Regions from separate parts of the Sus scrofa genome. Here region 1 is linked to region 2. The links are chromatin contacts, called in public HiChIP or PLAC-seq maps. All regions are on one chromosome and are shown on one strand. Each heading gives the region's core, a stretch centred on a gene start, on an enhancer-like site or on the middle of the called end of the contact. The rest is flanking DNA. Distances are from core to core; before and after follow the strand shown. Region 1 overlaps BTBD9 (BTB domain containing 9). Region 2 overlaps BTBD9 (BTB domain containing 9).

Region 1 (7,249 bases), core at 267-2,766, 140 kb after region 2:
CGTATATATAAGCAAATATGCACATAATGTTTAAAACACATATTTACATATATGTATATTTATAAAATACATAATGTTTAAAATTATAAGGAAAATTACAGTGTCAAGAAATACCATACGAATTCTTGTTAAAATGGTTAGTAAACAAACCAGAGCCAATGTGCATTTTGATTATGGAATTAAATTTAAGCTTTCAATTTAAGATTTCATATACAAAATAAAATAGTGCCACTATTATAAAGGATTACATGATTACATAAATAGGAGGAGTTGAGCAATTCTGTTTATAGGTGTTTTTTAAAACCAAGACAACATTTTTTCCCCAAGACAATACACATCAAAGATTTAACCTAAAAAGAATGAGATACTCCTGCATTTTTAACCCTTTGAAAACTGTCCAGGTTATAGAGAAAACTTCTGTAGCGTTTAGAATAACAACAAAGTATGCAGTGACCTAACAATTACTTTGAATACATGACATGTATCACAATTACAGTGGGTAAAATTGCTCCTTCCTCTGGCACCCTGGAAGAGCAATGTTTAACAAGAAAGAATTATTTATGCCTACAAACAGAGAACTGTAATGGGCCGTTTTACTGTAACACATCACAGCAGTACAAGCAAGCTGCCAGAAAGGTGTTACCTGGTTTTGACTTATACTCCTCTGATTTCCAAGACCAGACTAAAGCTTTGAAAACAGCAGGGGCTTTGGTTTTGTTTTTCATTATTACTGAGAGTCAGTGGCAATGAAAGCTGTGCTGATGGGTCTTCAGGTAAGAATACTGAGGTTCCACCATTTCCTGCTGAAAATGAGTTTTCACCAACTGCCAGGACTAGGGACGTCAACACCTACTTCCATTTTTCTCCCTCTGCTTAAGTGCTTATAGTGATTTAGTGATGTTAATCATCACTACATTCATTTCTGGAACAATAAAGTAATGCTAGGAAGCTCCTATCATAATGCATTGCAAAGTTTTCAGAGGAGAAACGAGCTACAGTTCATCAGTTTTGCTACCAACCGTAGCAGTGGGTATACTGAAATCAAATTAGCTACAGAAATAGCAGGGAGGGTAAAACATGTAGGGGGGCACCAAGCAGGGCTGAGGGGGGACAGAAGAGAGATCAGACCAGGCCAGAGGGAAACTTCTCTACAGTCTGATGACGCAACACAACAGGGAAATTGGTTTTAGTGTTTCAAACTTCAATTAGTCACATTAATTAATGCTAAAAACAATGTTAACAGTACATCATTTTCATCAAGTTAAATAAAGGATTATACACATTTGAGTAAATTACAAGCATTAAACATTTAAATAACTTGAAATGAAGCCATTACTGTCATTCAAACAAGTTTCTACAGCTAAAGGCTGAATGTTAAGTATGAACTGATTTGGCATTACAAGAATATAAATCCTTTATCTTTTTAGTAAGAACAAATGAAGAGATTTGACGACTTCTGACTTTAGTGAGTGGTTTGCAGTAACATAGCGCCCTCCAGTGGTCAGAGGCTCAAGATACAATTTCTAAAGGCCAAAGTTCAGTAGCCAATTTTGTTCCATTTTGAATGGTGATAATACACCTTAGTCATTGTTGTTTTAAGACAATTGTTTAATCACAGCACATATTTTCAACACCTGACCATCTTTCCATTGACAGATTTCCTTCACCAAATTCAAAGCTTTTTTTTTTTTCTTCAAATTTAAATCTAATTTGTTCCTGAGAAGTGTTCTGGAGATTAAAAAAAAAAAAAAAAATCAAAGCAAATCCTTACACTGACATACACAGTTTCAATGATGAGTACACTGTTTTCTATAAACTTAGAATAATGGGAGATGGTATTAATTTTTACATGTTAAAATTTAAGCTCTATCTAGAGTGTGAGATTGTAAACATCTCTTTTGCTTGTTATACAAGACAATAAGTACATAAGGAAAGTTCAAAATTACAGAGATGCCTTTTACTCATTTTTGTATATATGTGAACATCTCTGTTTTTAAGTAACTATAGAAGGTTCATTGTATTTACATACCTTTTTCATCATTATAACTCTTATTAGAATAGATCCAAATTTAAGGGCTCCAAATATTATTCTGAAGAAACTGGAAAAGAAATTTACCCTTACAGGTTATTTAAAAAGCTCCCTTAGGCCAATCTATAGTGCTTCCATTCTTAAAAATATACGTATTTCTTATATGAAAAGAGATTATAATTCTATTTATAATAACCTAAAACATGAATTAAATTATTATAATACTCTTGGTTTTTCTATGGTGGCAACTGCATGGTATGAAAGTACTGCCCCAGACCCTACAGCAAATAGTTGCTAGGCAGAATAAGGTAGTTATTTTCAAAATAATAATGATCGTCTCATTAATTTTTTTTTCTTTTGCCTACCCAAAGATGAGAAAAGTTTGAACATGTTTTTGAAAGGATCGTGCATTTCATTGGAAACAACAAAAGCAGCTCAATGTAAAGAGATATGACTTTGGATTTTGACTCCACCACCACAGACCGTGGTGCAAACAACATCTCTGTGCCTTCGTTTGTTCATCTACAAAATAGAGATAATTGTTCCCACCTCGTGGGAACCTTCTGAGGATTCGGTATAACTAGGCAAGCAGAATCCTCAGCCCAGTGCCTGCCTCTAGAGATCCTCAAGAACGCCATTCCTACCCCTGCAAGAACGCGGAAGACCTATTTCCCATCTTCTCCCTAGGTCTAGGAGGACTGGAACCAGATCAGGAGATAGGGAGTCATATGGATGAGTCCACAAAACCCAGTGTGACCTTGCAGGCAGATCTGGAGGTGGCTGGGACAGCAGAGAGGAGGGGCAATATCAGAGCCCCACAGGGATGGGGATGGTGGCTGAGAGACGAGGCTGTGCTCATGAATAAGAATGGCTTACTTAGCCCATCTTAATTACTGTCATGTCTTTCTCTCTTCATAGTTAAGTACTTAAAGCAGTGAGGTGGTGGGAAATGGTATGGGAGTGATACCAAATCTTTCCTGGGGAAGATGGGCACACATGTAGTCTGAACATGCATTGTCAGAATTATATAGACTATATTTGCAAAGCATTGTCAAAATAAAATAGACTACATTTGCAAAGCAGGCGCTCTTGCCCTTTGTGACCATGAAAACAAAGCAGTTGAACAGGCTTGATGTGAAAGTGACCTATGCTGTGCTCTGTCACTAGCAAGAATGGGAAAAACGCTTGTGGCTAGCAAACAGACCACACTTTCACACTGATCCCATGTGACTAAAGTAAAAAAAAAAAAAAAAAAGGCAATCTTCTAAGACTGCCATTGCCTTGATTCTTTTGTTACAATTCTTACAATATTTAATGGATATTTTAAATAATATTAACAGAGGTGTATCATTTCTGAGTTTACCAAAAAAGGACATGAGTTTTACAATGTTGAGAAACATTTTTTTTTAAAGATGCAAATCAGCTTCAGGAAAATGAGAGGGTAAAAGGGAGAAAGGGCTCAAGGGACAACTTTTAAAATTCAGGCTTTAGGCTAATGGTCACACCAATTAAAATGCAAATGGATAAGGCTTCCAGATTTTGCCAGCTTGCCAAGTACCCTGATGACTTACTAGTGGCAACAGCCATTATACCTCCCCCTTCTGCATCAGTGTCCTAAACAATGCCCTAAAAGCTTAAGACAGTTGATGCCAGATCCCAAAGTGGGCAGGGCCTGGCAACATACACACACACACACACACACACACACACACACACATGCACACACCCTCCCTCTCTCTCCAAGATCCACTCTGAGGGTAGAAACTTTGAACCATGGCAGCAAAGGTACCAGTATGTCCCTCCATCCACATGGGGAATATCTTATTATCAAAAGGGAAATCTCACAATACAGAGCTAGGACTAGCAAGCAAATGACAGATGGGTCTAGATGCTTAAGGTAAAGGACAGAATTGGTTTTGGTGACTCTCTGAATATTCATAGAATCTATAAAAGTCCAATCCTTTTAAGATGCAGTCTGTTAGAAATGAATATGCAACTGTACCAAATAAAAACACTGTATTTCTCAAAATGGACACATGGAGGGAACTTTTCCCACATCCCGTTGCTGTCACATATGATTTCTGGATAAAGTATTATCTGAACTTTATATTGATTTGTGATCTATATTCTCTAATGTAGGTCCCTAAAGTTTTTATTTATTTTTTTCAAATTGCATTCCCTCTTTTAACATTTCACTCACCACAAAAGATGCTACATTCAGTAAGATATTTCCTAAGGATAGTGTTAGAACCGGGTAGCTCTTCAAAATGATCAGGATTCCTGGACCCCACACATGGCAGCGGCATGGGGTTCCTTTGAGAGTTTCCCAGATCATTACGTGGAAAGAAGAGAGAGAGAAAAGGAAGCGGGAGAGAGCAGGGGCAAGAAAAGAATACAGTACTCAGCAGGAAAGAACTATTATCAATACAGTAACTACTTCTTACAACCAGACCTCTCTCACACGAAAATCATCATGTGCTAGAGGATTTCCAAACCTGTTACTATAAAACTGCAACCAACGAGTTGAACAACCATCACTGCAGGCAAAGGCTTCAGACCCAGCTATTCTCAAGTCCCAAGCAGCAAAGAAGGTATTTTTTCAAGTCTTAATTAAATGAGCTTCATTAGAATCAAACTGCAGGCAATCAAGCAAGGTGGCAACGGCCAGGTTTATAGAAAGAGGCAGTCAACGAGAATAATACGCGTCAGGTACGCTGAAAACAAATGGATTTAAGGCTGAGGTGTTCTCGGTCTTAACACTGCTTTTTTGAAATTTTGTTGGCTTTACAGAAACACTGACTATAAAGTCACCTTCATAGTAACAAAAATCTTCAGTAAGGTCAGCACTGGAGTGGTTCCCAACAAAGTATGAGAGGTAAGAAAGCTGGTCGTTTCTATCAATTTAAGGCTATAATATCTAAAACCAAACTCACCCTAACCCAGTTTTTCCCACAATGGGGTTTTTCTGGGACTCATCTGAGGTTTAAGGACCAGTCACAGCCCCAGAACGAGTCTGTCATCCACAACTCATGTCCATGGAGAAGAGAATGCCCCACATACTTCTAAATAGCAGATTATGCTAAACAGGTCTGCGGAACACAAGCTGATTTCTGTCATTATTTAGAGGTGCATATATATTTCAAAATATGTATGGCTCTATTTTGTCCTATTATCTAGCACCTTAAAAAAAAAAAAAATTCATCGGAGTTCCCTTCGTGGCTCAGCGTTAACGAACCCGACAAGGATCCGTGAGGATGCGGGTTCGATCCCTGCTTTGCCCAGTGAGTTAAGGATCTGGTGTTGCCATGAGCTGTGGCGTAGGCCGGCAGCTGTAGCTCCGATTTCACCCCTAGCCTGGAAACTTCCATATGATGCAGGCACAGCCCTAAAAAAAAAAAAAAAAAGACACACAAAAAAATTCAGCGCAGGAATTAATCCACAAAGGGCTGGAGTGGATGCGCTGGCTGGGAGGGGCCATACCTCCCTTCTGCGCACAGGCCATTGGCTTGAACTAGTTACAAGCCCAAACCCAACGGCAGCAGAGGCCGGGCAATGTAAAGGGACCCGGGAAGCAGTACCACTGTTTCTGCACATCATCCGATTCTCTAAATCTTTGACTCTAAATATCAAGAAGCCCTACCCCATTCTTCTTGTACGTTTCACTCTCCTTAATAAAGGTGCCTACGCATCACCTCCTCGGGTGACTTCCTCCCATCACTGCACAGGGCCAGTTCTCGGTTCTGTGTTGATCTTCTTACAAAATTACATCCAAAATGGATGGGCCCCTAAGGATATAAATTCCGCAGAACAAAAATCTGTACAATCAAGTGAAGTCCCCACACATTTTTCTCCATACCAATTATATACCATATTTTAAAAATACACACACATACTAATGAATGATCTAGCACATTTGGAATCTAAACAATGCCTGTCAGCAATGGCTAGAGGTTCATCTTTTACACTTGGCCTTCTGCCAAGCCTATTTTCTGTCAGCTTTCTTATTTTCCCTTTAATTTTGCTAAATGAACACTATTTTGACAAGGGGTTAAGCAATACACAAAAAGCAAAGAAAAAACATTAACAAATTAATAAGCAGTTCTGTCTCATCCTCCTCCCAACGTGGTGCCAAGTCCTGCACCCTACACACTGCAGTCCCAGGAAACACCGAGCAGGCACGGCCTGCTCTGCATTCAGTACACAAATCACTCTGACTAGGCTCACACGCATTTATCTTTATTTTTAAAATCTCCTCATTGTTGCCAATGGCACTTGAACAGTATTATTACTAATCCAGCTACTCCTAATAACAGTATTTAAGTAACTTGTCATCTTGGGAACTTTATAGACAATAGCTAATTAATTGTCAAGCATTTAGTGTAACGGAATGCTAATCTCCAACTTCTGAAGCAGGGTATTTATTTGTTATAATGGTGAAACTTTTGTTTGAATTGCTTATTTATGCAATATATATTCTCTATCACCTCAATGCTAATTTTTATATCTGCTTTGTAAGTAAAATAAAGAATCACATGCTGAAAGACACAGACAGTACACTTCACAGACAGTAATGAATCTCCTGCGACTCCTTTTATTCACACTACAATAGATTCCATATTACCATGCAGAGAAAAACAAAACAAAACACCATAGATTATTTCCCTTGTTTGCAAGATATGCTCACAGGATTCTGATAGGAACAAGAACTTGGAGGTGCAGCACGCTATGTCTTATGTGTGTGAGTAAATACAATATTCTGTTGACATCTTGTTCTTGCTTTCAAACAACCAGGTATGTTACATATGAACTGTCAGAACAACTAAATCAGTTTTCCTGTCTAAATGTGCCCACATTCTTTTCAGAAACCTCATCTTGAGCTGAGGTCCCTATCTTAGTTGAACACTGTGGAAACAATTTCTTAACTTGCAATAGTAATTTCAAATAAATATTTAAAAGGTATAAACACTGCCAGTTTTATCTGCTAACCTCCTTACACACACACCAAACATACTTTCCATGTGACACAGCAAATGGCCTGAATCCTGTAGAAAACAGAAAGGTGTCAAAGAAAAAGAGAAAGAATCCCTTTCTCGGGCCCTTAATGAGGTCTCCAGAGCCAGAGGCAAACCAATAACAAATTGTACTTTCTACATATTGGGGGCGGGGGGGGGGTGAGCTTGTCATCTGAAATTAATGAAACTTAGCCATGCCAAGAAAACA
Region 2 (7,363 bases), core at 1,588-4,087:
CAAGCAACTGCTTAGCATAGGACTCTGTCCTTTATTGGAGATCTCCACCAGAAACAGCAAACAGGCTTTACCTAATCCCCCCACTTCAGCGACCAGCAGGGCAGCCTGGAGCTCTCCATTAAGACCTCAGGGACCCTGTCCAGCTCAGGCGAAGGAGGCCCTGCTCCACGAGCAATGTCTGGAGGGAGGAGGGGGCAGCCCAGGTGCCATCCTTGATCACAAGCAGATTTCCTTCATGGGGCTCACAGTGGGGGCGCGGGGGGGGGGGGGGGCATCCCAGAGGTGGAAGAGAAGTTACCCCTGCCCAGTAAGCTACTGACAATCCAAGGGATGGAGATGGCAGAGTCCCCTCCCTCTTTACTTTTTTATTTTTAAAAGCAATCCAAACCTGCTTCTGGGGCCTAACAGCCAAACAGGAGAAGTAGATACCACATTTTCTCCGTCACAAAAGATTTTGAATAAGAGGTAAAACTTGAGATTAATTTTTTTCTCCTTCAACATCGTCTCTCCAGTGCACACTCAGACTCTGATTTAACCTGATAATAAGGGCAGTGGCAGCTAGTGACTTCATCCGTGTGTAGAGAGGAACACTGCTGAAAAATATGACAGCTATCCTTTGTTCTCTCTGCGGTCCTCAACAGCAGCTCAGACAGTTGGAAGATAATTAAAACTTAAACAGTGCTGAGGAAGGCAGATAAGCAACAGATTGGCCATTTCTGATGAGGCTGAATGCTGTCCACGTGAGCTCTGGTCTAACACTCTGTTTCCAATATTCGCCTCCCCTGCCTATGTCAGCTGTCTTCTAGTCGCCGACAGAGACGGGGTCCTGGACACAGCTCAGAACAGGATGATTCACTGCAGAAGTTTCTAGAGCTGTCATATTGTGGGTGGAAACAGATTCTGTCTTCTTCAATAAAATGAAACCTAAACGCTCCAAGGATAGCACTCTGAAACTGAAAGGCACTATGGAGTTCTGCAGGACTTGCTTCAGAGTCTAACAGAAGCAGGTTTGGAGCCCAGCCCCATCACTTAATTCGCTGTGCCACTGTACAAAAAGGTATTTTGAACCTTTTTGAACCGTGGTTTCCATCTCTATGAGGTCAATAACACAAACCTTATATGATACACACACACACACACACACATATATTTTTGGTCTTTCTGTCTTTTCTAGGGCCGCACCCGCGGCATATGGAGGTTCCCGGGCTAGGGGTCTAATCGGAGCCGTAACCTCTGGCCTACGCCACAGCCACAGCAACTCAGGATCTGAGCCGCATCTGCGACCTACACCACAGCTCACTGCAATGCCGGATCCTTAATCCACTGAGTGAGGCCAGGGATCGAACCCACAACCTCATGGTTCCTGGTTGGATTAGTTAACCACTGCGCCATGATGGGAATTCCTGTTGTTTAATCGAGGTAATTATTTAAAGTGTCTAATGCAATGCTTGGCAGAGTAGAGTATCATTAACTAGAGATTCAAAGAGTAGGTCTTTGGAGGCAGAATTTCTTTGGGGCTTCAAGACTGCTGATTGTCTGGGAGTTTCTCTAACTGTGGGAGAACAGGGGCAGGTGGCAGGACGGACTTCAAGCGCACAGGCAGGGGCTGGCCTGTCCTCTCAGGACCCTGCAAGGACAGGCATCATGGGCCACATAAAGAGGCCACATTCCCAGTGCAGATTACCTGGCTCTATGTTACTTCCTGCTTTGGGCCCCTAGTCTTTAGGGAAGTCTATTTAAATGTTCTTGACCTGACTCAGCTCTGCATAAGGAGACAAGGGAAGAATCTTTTGTCCATATTTGGTCCAGCTACCCTGGCCCACAGAAGAGTTTCTTTTTTGTGCAAACTCTTGAAGTTTGGAGATCTAATTTATTAAGAAAAACAGCACTTCCTAACAGGGAGACATCCTAATACTGTGACCTAGAAAATGTTTGCCTTGGGGAGTTCATTGTATTCCCTGCCTGTTCTGGGAAGGTACTACAAATTCCTATTCTTAACCTACCCTTCCATCTTTCTTGTCAGGACGCTAGCAGATCTCATTTCTCAGTCATATACAATGCATCTTTAACAGAATGAGGAAAATACAAAAAAATAGCAGCTTGCACATCCCCATTTTAAACCCCTTGGAATTCTCTAGGCTTGGTATTCTTTAGTCTTTAGCCTGCTTGTGGTTACAGTTAATCCTTAACCTTTGCCTCTAGTAATGGCATCACCTAACTTCTATACTGAGCAGGTTCCACTACAAGATAAAATTGAATTCAGCAAAAAAAAAAAATATTTAAATGAGTTCTCAGGGGATTACGTAAAGACAGAATCCATCGGAATTTTATTTTTTGGTAAACAAAGTTTTATTCTCAAATTGGACTTAATATTCTCGAGTTAAAAAAGACTCCTGAGAAAACCAGAGTTAGCCTAAGACCAGGGACCCTTAACAGCACAAGAAGGGACCCTTAACACTTTGGCTCTTCCAAAAGGCGCCCCTGGGGAACTCTGCAGAGAAAAGCTGTTCTTTGCTGTGGTCAGGGGAGGTCGACTGACAAGAACTTGAGCTACAGCATTTACTAGGGTCTTAGAACCATGTGGATTTGGGATTCACCATTTCCACGATTTCCTATTTGACCCTTGCTTTCAAGGAGATAAGAAGAATGTAGATATACAATTCTTTAACCCAAGAAGCAGGCAATGTCTGCGAGTTCCCCCAGTATGCTATTTCCTTCTGGTTCTGGGTACAGTGTTAGTGCTCTTATAATCAAACCACGGACTGGAGGGGAAAGTGACTTCGGGTCTTGTTGCTAAGGCAGCAAGTGGAAAACAGTTTACTGCCAGAATGACAAAGAGCTTCTAGAAAAAGCATGTTGCAACAGAACAGATTTGTTACTCTTAGAAACCCTTCCCTCTGGCTGATCGGTGGAGCTATAGATTCTCTTCTACTGACTTCAGCCAAGGGCCCTGGCATCATTTGCTTACTGGGGAGAGGAAGAATTACTGAAAGGTTAAACACTCTGTACCCAGGGTGAGCCTAAGCAGAGGCTACTGTCTCAGGGAACAGCCCTGATGCTGCCTGAGCATTAGCCCGGCAGAGGGAGCGATCACGTTCCAGCAACTCCACTCTTCAACCTGAAGGGCAAGCAAAACAAGTCGTCATCTTGTTTTTCAGAGAAAATTGATGCTATATAGAACCAAGTACACAGAAGGGATAAGAGCGGTAAATAATTACTAACACATCATTACCCAGTGCTACTCAAAATAGAAAGTCATTCCAATATTAGACATAAATATTTGAGTGTTGTTTTTTATTTGGGGGAAAAGTGCATTTTGAAGAGTAGGCTTTTTCCCCACCCTCCAAATATATAGAACCTAAACCTGCCTTAATAATTTACCTTCAAGCTATGAAATCATATTTGAAATTAGTATCACAAAAGAACTTAATTATGATATTTATTTGTATGTCATATGAAAATGATATAACAAGTGATTCTACTTACTTCATTTATATTTTCTGTTTGCACATTTACCAGGCAATAGCCCTTGTAGGTATACTGGGTAAATCTGCTAATAATCCAGATTTAATAAACACTTACTAGGGATGAGAAATTGTGCTGAGCCCTGTGAGGAATGGACCAGAAAGACAGGACATAAACCTTCATTGGGAGAAGGTTACAGAGAAAGTCTAGGAATTTAGAAGCCAAGACTAAAACCCAGCAAACAGTATGATTTTTGAACAGAACTAAGTCAAAAGAATGACCTAGGTTCTAGTCAGAGCTTCACAATGTATTAGGTATAAAACTGGGGCAAGTTCCTTAATTTCTCTCCGTCTTAGGCTCCACGTTGGTAAGAGTGGTGAGTAGTGGTGAGGAGAAAGACATAGGAGCTGCTGACCTATTCACACAAGGTAGCCTAACCTTAAAACACCAAATTGAGCAACACGGACTTTCAAAGTCCTCCCTCTGAACCACTTTTGCTTCAAAGACCTAAAGAAAACAAAACACAGCTAAAAGAGAAATGATCCCCTCTCCACCACACATACACACAGATGACCACTGACTTACCCAACAAATATCAACCGAGTATTTACCACGTGCCAGCTACTGCAGCTGGGTGCTAGGATATGGGATTGAACACTGTAGATAAAGTCTCTTCCCTGCGGAAGTTACATTCCAAGTCAGGAGATCGACAACAAATTAAGAAACTAAATAATTAGCCACTGGTTGGTGATCTATTTTGCATAGAACTTGAGAGACAAACTTGCTAAACTGGAAGGATAAACAGTTATGAAACCTCTCCCTTAAACAATGTCCTACTTTATAGCAAGGATCTATATCCAATCTCCTGGGATAGACCACAATGAAAGGAATATAATAAAGAAAAAAAAATATAAAACTGAGTCATTCTGCTGTTCAGCAGAAACTGGCACAACACTGCAGATCAACTACACTTTAATTTAAAAAATAAACTAAAAAATAAATAAATAAAACCTCTCCCTGAAGGAATAAAAGAAGGGTCAAATGGGAAGGCATGATTAGCTTTGCCTTGGAATACAGATATACTGTAGATGAGCCTGCAATGTAGATATAGTACACCCATTATAGACGTTTCGCAAGATAGAGGCCAAAATCTAATTAAGTAGGTTTCTTAGGATCTGGAAAGAAGAACTGATTTGAATTATGTGGGAAGAAATGTCTGATTTACTTCATGGTTTGGTTTTTCTCTTTTCAGATTGTAATTTTTAAGGGATTACAGAAAGACAAAATAGCAAGTGGAAGATATAAAATGAAAAATGTATAAGGGAGAGAGGGAGGGAAGGAGAAAGAGAGAAGCCGGGTAAAGGGAGGAGCCAGGGGAGGCGGGGAGCGGGAGAGAAAGAGCATGAATAGGAACAAACCAATCCTTCTTCTGTCTCTGTTACGAGCTAATGTGAACAAATCCCCATGTGGGAATACTGTTAACCAATTTTATTACTCAATAAAACATTTGAAATCACCACAAAGTATATTTTAAGAAATAGAATGAAATTACCAAAAGTTCAACATTTGCATTTTTTCATTAACTTTCCCGCTAGCCCAAGATGCTGGGAGCGGGAGAGAGAATTTCACCAGTTTTATCTTTAAAATGGCTGTATTATTTTTTTCAGTTTATCCAACAGGCTGTGCATTTCCACGGATATAGACAAATGAGTCTAATGGAATTGTGCACTAGAGAAAACGTAGAAGAAAATTAAATTTGTTAGTTTCCTTATGAATCTGTAAGATCTCATTTGGTGGCTATGACCTGTGGCAAGCCTGCTTTAGGATCATGGTGGATAAGGGAAGCGTCTCCTTTTTTCTAACCTAAGACGACGGTGGGGATATGCCACTTATTGTAACTTAAAATTTTAAGGGCTGGCGGAGTCTGTCCTTTTTTTCCTTTTAGAGTAGAAGATTAAATAGAGAAGGAAGAGAAGCAAACAGAAGGAGAAAGAATTTCCTTCTCCCTGAAGAAAAATCTAAGAATCCTTCTAAGAATGTAAACATTTGACACACTGAGAAATAAGACAGGAATTGCCTAAGATGGTCAGAATAACAGCAGTGAAAACGGGGAGTGCCAGTCAAGAGAGTAATAAAGAGAGCATGGGGAGTAAAGAAACCACATATCTTCACTCCAGACTCCTCGGAAACTAGCACTGGAATTAAAATAAAAGCTACCAGCTTCTCAACACATCCCGTGCACTAGCCCTTGCATGCATTATCTCTCATACCCTACACATTCATATGATCAGGCTGGAGATTTCAAAGCTCAAAAGACAGAACACGTCACTCAAAGCCTCTGTACTCTTTACAAGCTATGTAAAGAAATCTGTGTTCCAGGCTCCTCAGAGGGAGAACTAACTAAAACGTATTTGGGGAAAACAAGCTCAATCCAGAAAAGCCTTATGTTTTCCACATACTATCCCCAAACTGTGTCAATGCTCACAGACAATTTCAGGGACCCTCCTTTGTCCTTTGGGATAGTCTGGACCTTTAACCTAGAGAATGGATCAGAAGATAAAAAAAAAAGATCCAGAGATTTACTTAGCACATAATTCAAGCATCAGTACAACTATGTACAAAGCAACCAACCATAGGCAGAGTAGTCAAAGTAAACAAAAATAATATTACAGGAGACTTGAGAAGAACACTCACTTCATCAGCCCAGAAAATGCAATTGATGAAAATAAAGCGAGGGCTATCTGTGTCCTGGGTGCCAACACTGGTGCGGATATGCACAGTGTTGTGGTGCAGAAATGCACAGTGTTCCGGTGCGGATATACACAGTGTTCTGGTGCAGATATGCACAGTGCTCGGTGTGGATATGCACAGTGTTCCGGTGCAAATATGTAGGGATATGCACAGTGCTCCGGTGCGGATATGCACAGTGCTCTGGTGAGGATATGCACAGTGTTCCAGTGCGAATAAGTAGGGATATGCACAGGGTTCCAGTGAGGATATGTACAGGGTTCTATTTCAGGAGTTGTTAAAGCCAGAAGTGCACAACTGATTTTACTGTAGAAGCCTGTACACTTCAGTTTCCAAGTAGCAAGAAGGATTACTAATCTCAGCACTACTGGTGTAAGAGATTTTGCTGCTTAAGTCTGTCAATGTGTTAGACCTTTAACACAAGCAGAAGAGAAAAGAAAATAGCAAGATGCTCTGAGTGGTGCCAGTTGTTGACCTACAGAGCCTGCCATTTACAGCAGGGGCTGAGCAGACGTGGGACAGTTTCAAACCCAGCAGTCTGCCCAATCATTTAAAAAGACATTTCCCATATTCGCGCCTTTTGTGTTAGGAGTCCTATGCACTGTGGACGTTTGGAAGCCTGTCCCAAATGTACTTCTACTGGATTAGCAAGCAAGTTGGGAGGTGGCATAGTTTGGCAAGGATTTTTTTTTTTTCCTTCCCCAAAGCTTCTTGAGAATTCAACCATTCAAGACCTAGACTTTACTGGTACAGCATTTAGTGCTAAGCCAGTGATCAGAAAGAAAATGTCAATTCTTACCCTTGTTTCAGAAATTCAAGGAAAGAAACACTTGGGAGAGAAATGCACATAAAGTAAAATGTATACTTTGTAGGAGAGGATTTATTTTTTAATAAACAAGATTCTATTACATCACTAGAGGTCACTGCTACTGCTGTGGTGTTTGGACTCATTAAAATAGAACAAAACAAAACTGGTTTAACTATCTCTTTTTCTTTCAGATTTTAAATTTTTACATGTACATAATTCAAAAAGTCAAATAACCTTTAAGATTATGAAAAATACCCCCCCACCCCCACCACCCATGCTCCATTTCCTCCTCTCCCCAGAGGCAATTGTTTTTACCTCTTTAGTGGATTATTTTAGGATTTA

What was found. HiChIP or PLAC-seq counts read pairs in DNA pulled down with a chosen protein or histone mark.
Region 1: a contact with region 2 is called in an H3K27ac HiChIP or PLAC-seq map of alveolar macrophages. The contact joins two enhancer-like sites. A contact is called at or near these places in 1 of 47 Hi-C or Micro-C datasets (epiblast stem cells) and 1 of 2 datasets of contacts at active chromatin or transcription factors (alveolar macrophages).

Annotation. Positions count from the first base shown.
Region 1 is chr7:34,004,210-34,011,458 of Sscrofa11.1, forward strand. The region is part of intron 6 of BTBD9 (BTB domain containing 9); the gene reads right to left. Among named protein-coding and RNA genes, the nearest start is that of BTBD9, 110 kb to the right of the region's middle. Within about 2 kb of position 1,517, at least 4 of the 83 cell types and tissues checked have an H3K27ac peak or open chromatin away from gene starts, as enhancers often do. A contact at or near this core is called in alveolar macrophages, where this site is marked.
Region 2 is chr7:33,867,379-33,874,741 of Sscrofa11.1, forward strand. All of the region lies in intron 6 of BTBD9 (BTB domain containing 9), which reads right to left. Among named protein-coding and RNA genes, the nearest start is that of BTBD9, 250 kb to the right of the region's middle. Within about 2 kb of position 2,838, at least 11 of the 83 cell types and tissues checked have an H3K27ac peak or open chromatin away from gene starts, as enhancers often do. A contact at or near this core is called in alveolar macrophages, where this site is marked.